Regions from separate parts of the Gossypium hirsutum genome. Here region 1 is linked to region 2. The links are chromatin contacts, called in public Hi-C maps. All regions are on one chromosome and are shown on one strand. The core of a region is the stretch at or near the end of the contact, and the rest is flanking DNA. Distances in the headings are between cores, read along the strand shown.

Region 1 (6,025 bases), core at 422-2,921, 560 kb before region 2:
AATGCTGTTTGTCTATATTGGATTTGCAGGGTGAATCTAGTAGAAAGCCATGAACAAAACATAATTTATCAAGGATTCCTCAACTGGCAACAAACAATAAATTCTACCTTTAGCATACAATTCAGTTCTCAAAGATGGGATCCTATTGTCCAAATAAAGGAGGCCACCAACTTTCCCAATGGCTGTCCGATATAATGGCAATGATGATTTCTCTCCAGAACACCATACTACACATTCCGATGCACTTCGCATTAGCTTCCGATGTTTTCCGAGATACCGTCCTACAGGATCAAAAAACAGAATCGTGCTAAAGAGATAGAATCCGTCTTTCTCCACTACTCCCATTACTAAATGAACTTTATATCTACATGAAATTTTCGCAAGTCTATCAACTTCAGGACCTGTGTACATAAAAATAACCAATACGAAATCACAAACAAGACGAATAGGGCATCTCAAGTTCTGCATACAACATAATAGATCATAGAAACAAGAAACGATTGCAGCATCATCCTTAGATAGATTAACTAACAAGTGCATCAATTGTTAGAATCTGCTAAACTTCCAACTCATGTTTAAACTAGAAAGTTCAATTCTTTTCATTCTTGGACAACAATGTCTGCAGGTAAATTAATCTGGTATTAATTACTTTCATATACACATATGGATCCTATAAATCTGTTTGAAAGGTGAAGAGCTGGGACCTGGGACCTCAATGGCAGAAGCATGATACTTGGGAAGCTCCTGATTATCTTCATTTGGAGACTCAAAAGGAAAGCCCCTTGGATATCCACCAACAAAGGCTTCTGGGAAAACAACTAACTGTGAACCATATGCAGCTGAGCCAGCAATTAGCCTCTCTGCTTTATCTACTCATTAAAAATAATAACAACACTTTCAATTATAAATAAATAAAAAAGAAAAGAAAACTGAGCTCACCATGATATGGGTAGGGACAGTTTCAAATAAGAAAGGGGGAAGGGCCCAGCTAGATTTAAACAAATTTCCCACCACAACCCTAACAAATAAGATTATTGAGTCAAATGGGGTACCTAGTGTGGCGGGAGTGTCAAAGAAAACAGTGGAAGCTTGAACCACCGTAGCCCTCACTCGACCCTTTTCCATGTAGGCAGGGGCAGAAGCGAATAATAGAGTCGGATGGGTGACGGGGTCGGGCGGGACTAAGTCGGGCCGGGTTTGTTGAAGGAGCCATTGAATGGTTTCGCCGTTGGTTCGGTGACCCATTTCCCGGGTCAAGCGGAATAGACCGGAACAGCAGGTTAAAGGTATCCTGATCCGCCGATCACGACCATCTACTTTGATGTGGCGGTCGCCCTTATAACGGCGTCGTTTCTTGGACGGTTGTAGAGAAGTGGGTCCACCTTCTTCTTCTGCATTTTCTGGGAGTAAGGGTCTTTGTTCATTTTCTTCTTCCTGTTGTTGTTGGTCCACTGATTGAGTTTGGGAATCCATTTTTGGTTTCTTTTTTTCTTCGTCTGGTTTGTTTCTTCGTTTTTCTTGCCGGAGTTGTTGTTGTAGTAAATAACGATGTCTGAATTCGCAGTCGCTTGGTAAAAAGCAGTCGTCCGCTTTTGTGGGTTCTAATGAAACGAAAAATGCCTTTTTTTTTTTTTATTACAATAACAGCAAATCCCAAACAACCAAATTACAACTCCAACTTAAGTCGCTTAAAATAATAAACATCTTTAATCATCATATCATTAATATTTGTTGAACAATAAAGAAAAATATTATTCTAAAATTCTATCTTTTCCTTTTAACAGAATTAGTCATTACCCTCTCCCAACTTATAAGTAGTAGAATAATGCGTTTCAATGCATTTGAACTCATATTTAATAATACACATGTCAATCGAGTTAAAACTCAATCAATAAAACAAAACAATTATTAAAAGTATATTATTCGGGTAATATATATTTTCATTGTGAATTTATCCATTTAAGGTATCTTTTTTTTTATTTACTTGTAGCCTATTTCATCACATGGTTTGATTTGTAACAATAACACTGTTAATTTATGATAATGTGATATTAATAGTCAATTAGACGATAACATGTGATAATCTCTTATATAATAATTAAAAATATTAATATTAATATATATCCTTCACATTAAGAATGAACTTAGACAAATTATTGTCTTAATGTATTTGATATGAGTAACTATTTATCTAAATTCATTTTAAACTTGTTTTTAGTAATTTTATATATTTGAAATCGTTTAAAAAATTATCAAGTTATTTATATTATTATTTTAAAATTTAAAAATATATAAAAACATTTTAAAAATTTTAAATATAAAAATTAATAAAAAGTATAAAAATATTTTACAACTAAAATGAATCTGAACATATTCAAATCCATCTAAACAACTATGTAAGAGCCCAATTTTACCCGGGCCCAACAACAAAAAAATAACAATTCATTTACAATGCTCGAGAGCCCAAAAAATTATTACAAGCCCAAATACAAAGAGTGGCCTAATGGCCCAAAATCCTAATCATTCAGCAGAAACCCTAGTTGCCCTAGCCCCCTGCCGCGCTGCTCCCCAACATGTCAGCGGACGCGGCACCCGAAACCTTCCCCCTTGCACCAAATGACAACAGCAACTCCGTTGACTTCCACCACCCATGCAAGAAACACAAAAAAGGAAAAGAAGCAGAAACAAGCAATCAAAAAAAATATATTGTAATATTATTTCAATTATAAAAATCGATCTTTGTAACACGAAAAAAAAATCGAATACAAAAAAAAGAACAGACTTTTAAAAAGGTAGCTCTTTTATTTATTTATTTCTATTTTTGAAGCAAATATAAAAAAAAAAGAAGGAAACACATTTTTTACTTGTTTTGCCTCGCCTCCGTCGTGAGGGTCCTCTTTTCCGACTTGAGAGGGCTTCGAATCCCTTGGGATTCGTCGAAGGACCCGTTGAAAAAGGGAGAAACTGAAAGGTTTCTCCGCTTTGGGTTAGATTTTGGCTGAGATTTTGGGGGCTTTAACCCTATATTCGCGTTTTACGCATTTAAAGGATAAAAAAGACCTCTTTTTTTTAATTTTTAGCCACAGGAGGCGACGATCGTCGTCGCTGATAATCGGTGGCCATGGCGAAGCGCCGACGGCCTTGTGGTCAGACTTAGGGAGAGCCAAAAGAAAAAAGAGGGAAGAAGGAATATTTTTTTTTTGAAAATAAGGCTAAAATGTTTTTTTTTAATTTTTTTACTTACATATGCATATCAAAACGACGTCGCTTTGGCCTGGCTTCAGAAACCCCAAAACGACGTCGATTTGGAACTCAACCCGAAAACTGACCCATTTTCCCCTAGGATTCGCCTGTTTTTGAGGGGAGGGGATATTTGCAACTTTGGTCCTTTCGTTTTTTTCATCTTTTTAATTTAGTCCTATTCATTTTTATTTGTTTTAATTTTCGTCCCATAATTTAAATTCCTATGCAATTTAGTCCCCTGACCCACTGTGAACCCCTTGGGGAGTGACACGTGTCAATATGATATGGATAATTGCCATTTGACCCCCTAAAGTTTCCTATCTTATTTTAATTTAATCCTTTATATTATGTTTCCTTATAATTTAGGCACTAAATCTTGTTATATTTTAAATTTAGTCCTTTACTTCCCTTTTTCTTATTTATTTTGCAATTTATGCTTTAAGTTCTATTTAAATTTCAATCTAATCCTTCATTTATTTAATTCTGCCTTTTTATTTACTTTTTTATTATTCTATCCCCTAAAATTTTATTATGGTGTCGATTTAATCTTTTTATTTAATTTTCAACATTTTTAATTCCTTATTTATATTTTATCCTTTAATTTACATAACTTGCATTTTTATCCTTAAGTTTCTTAATCATCTCATTTTAGTTCTTTTTTTTGTGCTATTTTTTTATGTTTATGTTATTATTAAATGATTACTTTTGTTAATTAATATTTTATTTTGTCATCATTAATACTACACAACCATGATCATAGCATTATCATACCTTTTTTATTATTTCACCATTTTTTGGTTATTACTAATGTTCCACTTATTATTTTACTATTGATACCATTATTAAATAGTATTATTAATAGGCTAAAAATTATTCCGACTACCATAGTTATTATTTTGTTATCATTTTGTGACCACGTAAGTTATTCTATATTATTTTTGTCATTTCCATTTATGCAACATGTTTAAATATTCGTTTATTTTTGTACCAACACTTGAATAAATCAATCACATATTGCATTAAATGTCATATCTATTTTTTACCCAATGCACAAAAAAGGAAAATTTTAAAAACTGAGGCAACGTTCTTTATTTAAAGATTCAAGAAGTTGTGCCTTAACTTATGGGCTTTGACTTTCTCTTTGAACCTAAATAACCGAACATCTTTTTTAGAACTAAAGAGACATGAGATTGAAATAGTAATTAAATAATGAGCAATCTTATTTTTGAGGATTCTAGATGTCATACCCTAACTTACGGGATATGACCTTTTTGTTTTGGTTTCCTCGAGATAAGAAAGCCTTTTACATAAGTTTTAATTTAGTTAAGTGATTTTAATTAAAAAAGGACATTATGCAAAGAGGGACTGTGTTTTAATTTCTCTTCGAATTTTCAACTTTCGACACTAAGATATCAAGTAATCAATTTGGTTTCAATTTTGGGCGTTATGAGGTGCTAATCCTTCATCACTTCCTCATACGTAATCGACTCCCGATCCCATTTCTTGGATTATTATAGACCGAAAATAATTTTAATAAATCTAGCATTTTATTAAAATGACAAAGCCTTGAGGTGATCCAATCACACCTAATTAAAAAATATTGGTGGCAACTGCATTTTTGTTTTTAAAATAAAAGTCGATTTCAAAAAAAAGGTTTTGACACTATATATTATATAGTTTTTCAAAACATTATAAACTTTTTACATATTTTTAATAAAATTTTAAATTTTTAAAATTTATATTTTATAATAAACTAAAATGTGATATTTTATAATAAAAAAAGTATCTCGATGACAAATGATTCTCTAGATAATGTATGTTGATAATGATTTGTCCAGTTCATTTTAAATGTGAAAAGATAATTTTGATATTTTTAAAATTAAACCAAGTCGTTTAATCAGACCAGTTGGATTGAGAACCAGTCGATAGACTAATTCAATAATAGACAAAAAGCTTATTGAATTGTCGACCGATCAAAATCGCTTTTAGACCGTGAACCGAAATTCGGACGAACCGAGAATTTGAACTAACTTTTTTCTCCACCAGCCCACTGGCCCGATCTTGACATTTTGGGGCCCTAGGCAAAACAATAAATCGAACCCTTTTAAAAAAATTATAAAATGTAATACAATAAAATAAAATCATATACTAGTAATTTCATTAAAATAATATGTTTTATGACATTAAGCAAATGATATATTTTTCTAAAAAATTTAAAAATATATATTTTTCATTCAATCTATTCCTATTTCATCAATTACAAAAACACAAAAAAATCATAAAAAAATGGGTTCTACGAGCATTTTAAGATGCAAAATCATTAATGTCTCTTGTTTTGTTATCAATATTAGCGAAATTTCTAGGATCATAAATATCCAAAAAAGGAATTGTTTGTTCTTCATCAATGTCAATATCAAGAGGAATTGTTTGTTCTTCATTACGACCAAGATTTTCAATATTAAATACATTTGGCACATCATTAGGCTCATTTGGATCATTAATTTCATCATTCTCATTGACATCATTATGAAAACTTTCATTTGATTGATCTAAATTTTCATTAAAAAAAATTTATTAATAACACCTTGTTGTGATTTTTTTAACTCTTCAGCGTGTTTTCTCTTTTTCGTTTTTTCACTTCCAGATAAATGCTTTTTAGGAAACATTATATATAAAAGATAAATCAAATATTCAAGTAACACAAGAAAATAAAACAATAGCACCTGATAGAAGAATTCTAAGTTGAATATTTGCTTTCACATCTGCTAATTCCAAAAGTCAA
Region 2 (6,510 bases), core at 1,630-4,129:
ATAAAAAGGCACTTATTGAAAAAGATGTTGAACATTATCAAATGTTAGATTGAAAACTATATGCCAAGAATGAAAAAGATATTTCTCCTTGTATCGGGGGAAAAGAAAAACATTTCAAGAGGTTATATTCTTGGAAGAAGAAACTGTTTCTAGGACTAGCAGGAAGATGAAACTACAGAAAGTTAGAAATTAGTCTTACAAGAACTAAAGGGGCTTCAATATTTTGCACTTTGATGAACTCAATCTGCAAAAGTAAAAATTAAAGCAAAGTTATAATCCTTTATGATGAATTGGTAAGCTAAACATGGTTTTCATCGTGATTCTAAGCTAAAGATCTTCATCTAGAAAGATAGGCTAGGCAAAAAGGATAACCAATAATCCAATTCAACAAGAAAAAGAAGCTTCGTCAATGCTGGAGAATAGTTAATTTGATTTTCAAGCGACTAACACATAAAACTTCAGTTCTCAAGTTTATCCTCACTAAATTCAGTCTTCCAACCATGGTAGTCAGTACCGTACCAATACTGGCCAGTAAGTACCGTTCCGGTCCTAAACCGCTACCAAGTAGTCTATGTTCAGTTTCAGTCAAAGTTTTGGTGCATTTTGGATATTTCGGTGTGTTTCAGCCTGTATCGGTCAATTTCGGCCCATACCGGTTGGTACAAAATTTGATATTTTAAACCAATCTTTTTAAATGTTCCTTCTTTAATTTTTCTATAATTACATTTAAAATTAAAATATAGTTATAAATTAAGTTATTGAACGTAATTAATAATTTTAAAACTTATATTTACATATAAATATATTTATATCGATGTAATTGAGATATATTATGAATATATAACATATATGGATGTAACTGAGATAAATCATGTATTATAACAATTAATTTATTAAGAAACTAAAAATCAGGATAAAGATACCAATACACTGAAACATGTCGGTACTGGTACGAACTAGTATCAAGGCAAAAACGGTACGCCCACCAGTATGGTACTGACTAACTTGCTTCCAACTCAGAGCATATTAGTTAAGAATTTTTAAACAGCTCAACAGACAAGGTAAATCAAAATATATCATATTCATGGACAATTCAGGAAATTAAAATTAATAATAGAGAATACTGGCAATTTTGAAAGAGACTCGCTAAAATTCTTCTTATTTATCAATATGCTAAAAGCTAAATAAATAAATAGAAGGTCACCTTGTGATCAATTTGTTCTTGCAAGGAATACAACTTTCCGTGTTCCCAATTCTTCAACGGAGGTTAAAGAAGAAGGAAATAATTAGAAAATCAAAGATGCACATAGATTACAAAAAAAAAAAAAAAAAACCCATTGTAGGTACCTTTTCTGTATGACCTGAAGCGCCAACAGCTGCTTGGAACCGTAGGAAAGCAAGAAACTATTAAATACAATAATAGGGCTAATGATGATAATAATAATAATAATAATAATAATAATAATAATAATAATAATAATAATAATAATAATAAAGAGAATATTTTTCATTAAAAGAGAAACTTCTCAATCTGTTACCTGATACAGATGCCATTCCTCCCAGGGACTTGAACAATGATTCCACAAATTCCTTGTAAAAGGTAATAACACCTGAGATCATCAGATGCAATTGAGATCTAATTCTAACAATTCAAATAGGGTTAATATACAATATGGTACCTGAGTTTGGCTTCAACATTTAATTCAGTACCTAAGTTTTCATTCGTCCTAATTTGCTACCTGAGTTTGGCTTCAATGCTCACTTTGGTACCTAAACCAAATGGCATCATGTGGTCCAACGAGTATTTGATGTCTAATCTAGTAAAAAGAATATGGATACTTAACTGGGACCAAAACATTCTCGGATACTAAATAGAACATTGAAGTCAAACTTGGGTACTTGAGAAAAATATTCATTCATCCTAATTTGCTACCTGAGTTTGATTTCAATGTTCAATTTGGTACCTAAACCAAATGGCATCATGTGGTCCAACGAGTCTTTGATGTCTAATCTAGTAAAAAAATTATAGATGCTTACTTGGGACCATAACATTCTCGGATACTAAATAGAACATTGAAGTCAAAATTGGTTACTTGGTAAAAATATTAGTATCAAATTGAACCTTAAAGCCAAAATCAGGTACAAGATAGTATATTAACCCATTCAACTAATACTAAAATAGTACATCAAAGACATTAAAACATACCAGGATTTCCAGGAACAAACACAACATGAAAAGAGGGACGATCAGCACGAATTTCAAGTATCTCAGTCATGCAACTGCAGAGCAAAGATGTCCAAAAAGATCAATAAAACAAGCATCGATATGAAACCTCTTTAAAAACTAAAGAAAATAAAATAGAATCTTTACAAACATAACATACCCGGAGACACTGCACAACCTAAGATTTACACATTTCGTAGCATTTGAATCCAAATCCGTAAAATCCATTTCTCTACGCCTGGAATTTGGTATGCTATCAGTTCTCCTGAAAATTGAAAAAAAGTTTATCGGGTTGACTTAAAAATTCCTCATGCTGTCAACAACTGGGCTGTACCCATATTTCATGACATTGTAAGTGCTTAAAAACTGAGAATAATGAAGCCTGTTGTCACATGCATCAACAATCTTATAAAGCTAATGCATACAGAAGACAGTTGGGAGAGTTTTTTGTTTCTTTTTATAAACCCAGAAATATAGTTGCATATTATCATCAAATGAAGAATTGGAATATACCTGTACTTGAAGGAGCGAATAAAAGAACGGGGTCTCTCTGTTAGAGCAGCAATACGAGCTAACATTTCTGATCTTTTTCGCTCAAACCTTTTATAATTATAGATTTATTATATGCTATTTTCAGTCGGTTCTTTTGTAAAGCTGTAACAAATGTTTCCTGTTTAAGCCTTAAGCGGATTGTTCTTGGGCTGAAAAAAAGTGATGGAGAGTGAGCTGACCCAGTTAGCTACCATACGAGTACCTAACAGGAAAATGGGCCAGGATGAGAACTTACCACTGAATCTCTGACCACTTACCGTTGAGCCCGAATCAGCTGATTTTATGTATTTAATATTTAATTATTTTTAAATATTATATTTTTAACATATTAATTAACATGAAATAATATTTTTATTTTAATTATTAAAATATATTAATTTATTAATTCAAATATTATAATATGAAATTTCCAAATAATAATTAAGGCATTTCTAAATGCAAAGTAAGATTATTAAAAATAATAACTAATTAGCATAATTAACTATTAATTAAGTTTAAAATGCATAAAATTATACCAAAATAATAAGTTCTTTCTTCAAATAAAATTAGCACAACTTTTTTACATCAAAATTTTTAATTAATAACACCTTTTTTTCTTATATTTTATACTTCGAGTTCTAATTAAGTAATAATTCTATTTTAAAATTTGAATAATTTTTAACTAATAATTATAAATTAAATTATAATTATGTATGATTATCACAAATTTTATTAAATCATAATTATTTTTAAATGTGCAATTGTTACAACTTTTATTTTGCATCAATTTTTTAATTAATATTTCTCAATTATACATTATAATTATTTTTAAATGTTAATTTAGTAATATGAAGAAAACTAAAGAGTATTTTCAATCAATTCAAAGATTTTTTTCAAACTCATGCTTTTATATATATATATATATTATGGATATAGATTATAGATGAATAAAATTTCGACAAGGTATATAACTTGTTTTACATTTCATAATTGAATTTATAAAAGGCTTCAAATTCTAATAAATTTACTTACACTTAATTATTTTAAATTCGTATTAAATTTGATTATTTATATTTATATTTTGTATTAAATATTTGATTAAATTAATATTAAAAATCAATCCAACACCAATTCAATAGGATAATAATGAAAATATCTTACTTAAAAAGTCTTTTATTATAGGTCAAGCTCATCAGCTCACAGATTGAAAATGGGACTGGTAAGGAGGTGTTGAATAGTGATGGGAAAGTCATGAAGAAAATCATTTGCCCAAGAAATAAAGGTCAGTCTTTGGTTTTTTTATTATTATTATTTTCAAATAATGTGTTTTTCTATATTTTCATGGAATTTTCAAGGGTGCGCCAGTAGCAAATTTTCACGTATTTTTGTGAGAATAATCGAGAGCACAAGCTTGATATTGTGAGTCTTTTAGATACTAGAGTTAGTGGTGTTAAAGCTGATTTGATCATCACTAATCTCGGTTTTCAATTCTCTCATTGTGTGGAGGCATTTGGTTTTTCTAGGGGTATTTGGATTAGATGGAATGAGTTAATTTGTGTCAAAGTCCTTCGGAGCCATCCTCAAATTGTTTTGTTACAGGTTTTTGATAATTCTCTAGATCGACCTTTGTTTTTTTCGTTTATAGTAGTCATTATAGTCGAAAACAAAAACACCTTTGGGAAGGCTTCAAGATGACTATTCCAAGTAACGAGTCTCCTTGGTTGGCAGTAGGGGACTTTAATGCACTTATTTCTTCTAGAGAAAAAAGAGGTGGGCAAATTATTTAGAAAATATGCCCTTTTTTTGGTGATTTTATGGAACCGACTAAATAGCATGATTTGGGGTTTAGAGGCCCTTCTTTTACATGGCATAGAGGTGGTGTGTTTGAGCACTTAGATGGAGCTATTGGCAATGATGAGTGGACTGACTCTTTCCGAAATTGGTCAGTGACTCATCTTCCAATACTCAAATCTAACCATAGACCTCTCTTGGTTTCTCTCAAACCATCGTTTCGCTTATCTAAAGGTCGTCCTTTTCATTTTTTAGCTGGTTGGTTAGAACATCCAGATTTCTCGAAGTTTTTCATGGAAAAGTGGAGCTTTAATGGGTATTTTTCGGATTCTTTTGCTCACTTCATGAATCAACTCAAGAGGAATAAAAATGTGTGGACATATCGGGACACATAAAAAAATGATGATTCAGAAACTCTCTAATTTTCAGAAGGGTATGGGTTATTCTCAATCGGATTCTTTATTTTAGTTGGAAATTAATGTCCAGGAGGACTTTGAAAATGTGCTTCATCATAAGGAACTTCTTTAGAAACAGAAGGCGAGATATGACTGGCTTCTTCTAAGAGACATAAATACAAAATCTTATCATCAGTGTACACTTCAAAGGAGAAAACAAAGTTGGATCATGGCCTTGAAGAATGGGCTGGGAGAATGGATTTTTGATGAGGAAGAATTACAAAATGAAGCGATTAGGTTCTTTCAGAATTTGTATGGTGAGAAACCGAAATCGATGAGAGCCTTGCCTCTTAGCTCGTTTTCCCGGATTGCAGAGGGAGATTTCCAACTCTTGTATAAATCGGTCTCTAATGAGGAAATAAAGATTGCTTTTTTTATATGGACCCATTAAAGGCCCTAGGTAGTGATGGGTTTCATGCCCTTTTCTTTCATAGTCAGTGGGACCGAGTCGGTGATGTCGTCTGTTCTTGGGTTAAAAATGTTTTTTCAATGGAGTGCATTGATCTTGAATTGAACAACATCCTTATCGTCTTTATTCCTAAAGTTCAAAATCCTAAAAATATTTCACAGTTCAGGCCTATAAGCTTGAGTTCAGTTCTATATAAATTGGTTATGAAGATAATTGTAAATTAGTTTAAAGTGGTCTTCTCGAAGATCATTAGGCAATATCAGTCTGGATTTATTGTTGGGAGAAATATCACAAATAATATTATAATCGTTCAAGAAGTGATACACTCTATGAAAATCATACAAAAGAATTGGAAATGGTTGGCGATCAAGATAGATCTTGAAAAGGCTTATGATCGGGTGAAATGGGATTTCATTGACGCATCTCTCCAGGCTGAAGGTATTCTTAACACTCTCTGTCATGTTATTATGTTAGCTATCACTAATTCTACCATGTAGAACTTGTGGAATGGAATTGTCTTAGAAATTCTGTCTCGTAAGAGTTGTTCGTCAAAGGGTGTCCTTTATCCCTTTATCTCTTTCTGCTGTGTATGGAGTGGCTCAGACATAGCATCCACTTGACTATCAACTCTAGGCAATCGATTCTTATTCGTCTGTCTCGACTAGGTCCACCTCTTTCGTATTTATTCTTTGCTGACGATTTATTTCTCTTTTGTCAAGCCAATAAAAAGTCAAGCCAGAATCCTAAAAGGTGTATTGAATGGATTTTGTGGCTATTCTGGACATAGGATAACTGCGTACAAATCTAATATCTTCTTTTCTAAAGGTTTTAATGATGAGTTAAGGGAGCAGGTTTGTAATCTACTCAGATTCCACTGAGTTTAGAATCTTGGGACCTATTTGGTTGTGCCTCTATTTCATGATAGAGTTACAAATAGCACCTTGTGGTTTGTAGTTGAAAAGGTTTGAAGCAAACTTTATAGCTGGAATGTTAAGAAGTTATCAATAGGAGGAAGAGCCACCCTGACTTAGTTAGTATTGTTGTCAATCCTTAGCTACTTCATGTAATCTATTATGACCCCTAAAGGGCTTTGCAAGGAA

What was found. Hi-C and Micro-C count contacts between places; a contact is called where the count stands out from the background.
Region 1: a contact with region 2 is called in a Hi-C map of leaf, with 1.7 times the contacts expected there. The contact joins the promoter of LOC107948779 here to the promoter of LOC107899423 in region 2. A contact is called at or near these places in 2 of 34 Hi-C or Micro-C datasets (both in leaf).

The regions. Positions count from the first base shown.
Region 1 is chrD04:34,225,043-34,231,067 of Gossypium_hirsutum_v2.1, reverse strand. It overlaps LOC107948779 (bifunctional nitrilase/nitrile hydratase NIT4B), which reads right to left and starts at 1,671. Exons shown (of 5, transcript XM_041091316.1): 1 at 940-1,671; 2 at 705-822; 3 at 108-281. The coding sequence starts at 1,473.
Region 2 is chrD04:33,666,484-33,672,993 of Gossypium_hirsutum_v2.1, reverse strand. LOC107899423 (lipid droplet-associated hydrolase) reads right to left here and starts at 2,879. Exons shown (of 13, transcript XM_041091303.1): 1 at 2,738-2,879; 2 at 2,385-2,489; 3 at 2,207-2,280; 4 at 1,539-1,610; 5 at 1,348-1,376; 6 at 1,205-1,255; 7 at 200-244. The coding sequence starts at 2,802. LOC121216064 (a long non-coding RNA gene) reads left to right here and starts at 3,954. Exons shown (of 2, transcript XR_005912111.1): 1 at 3,954-4,037.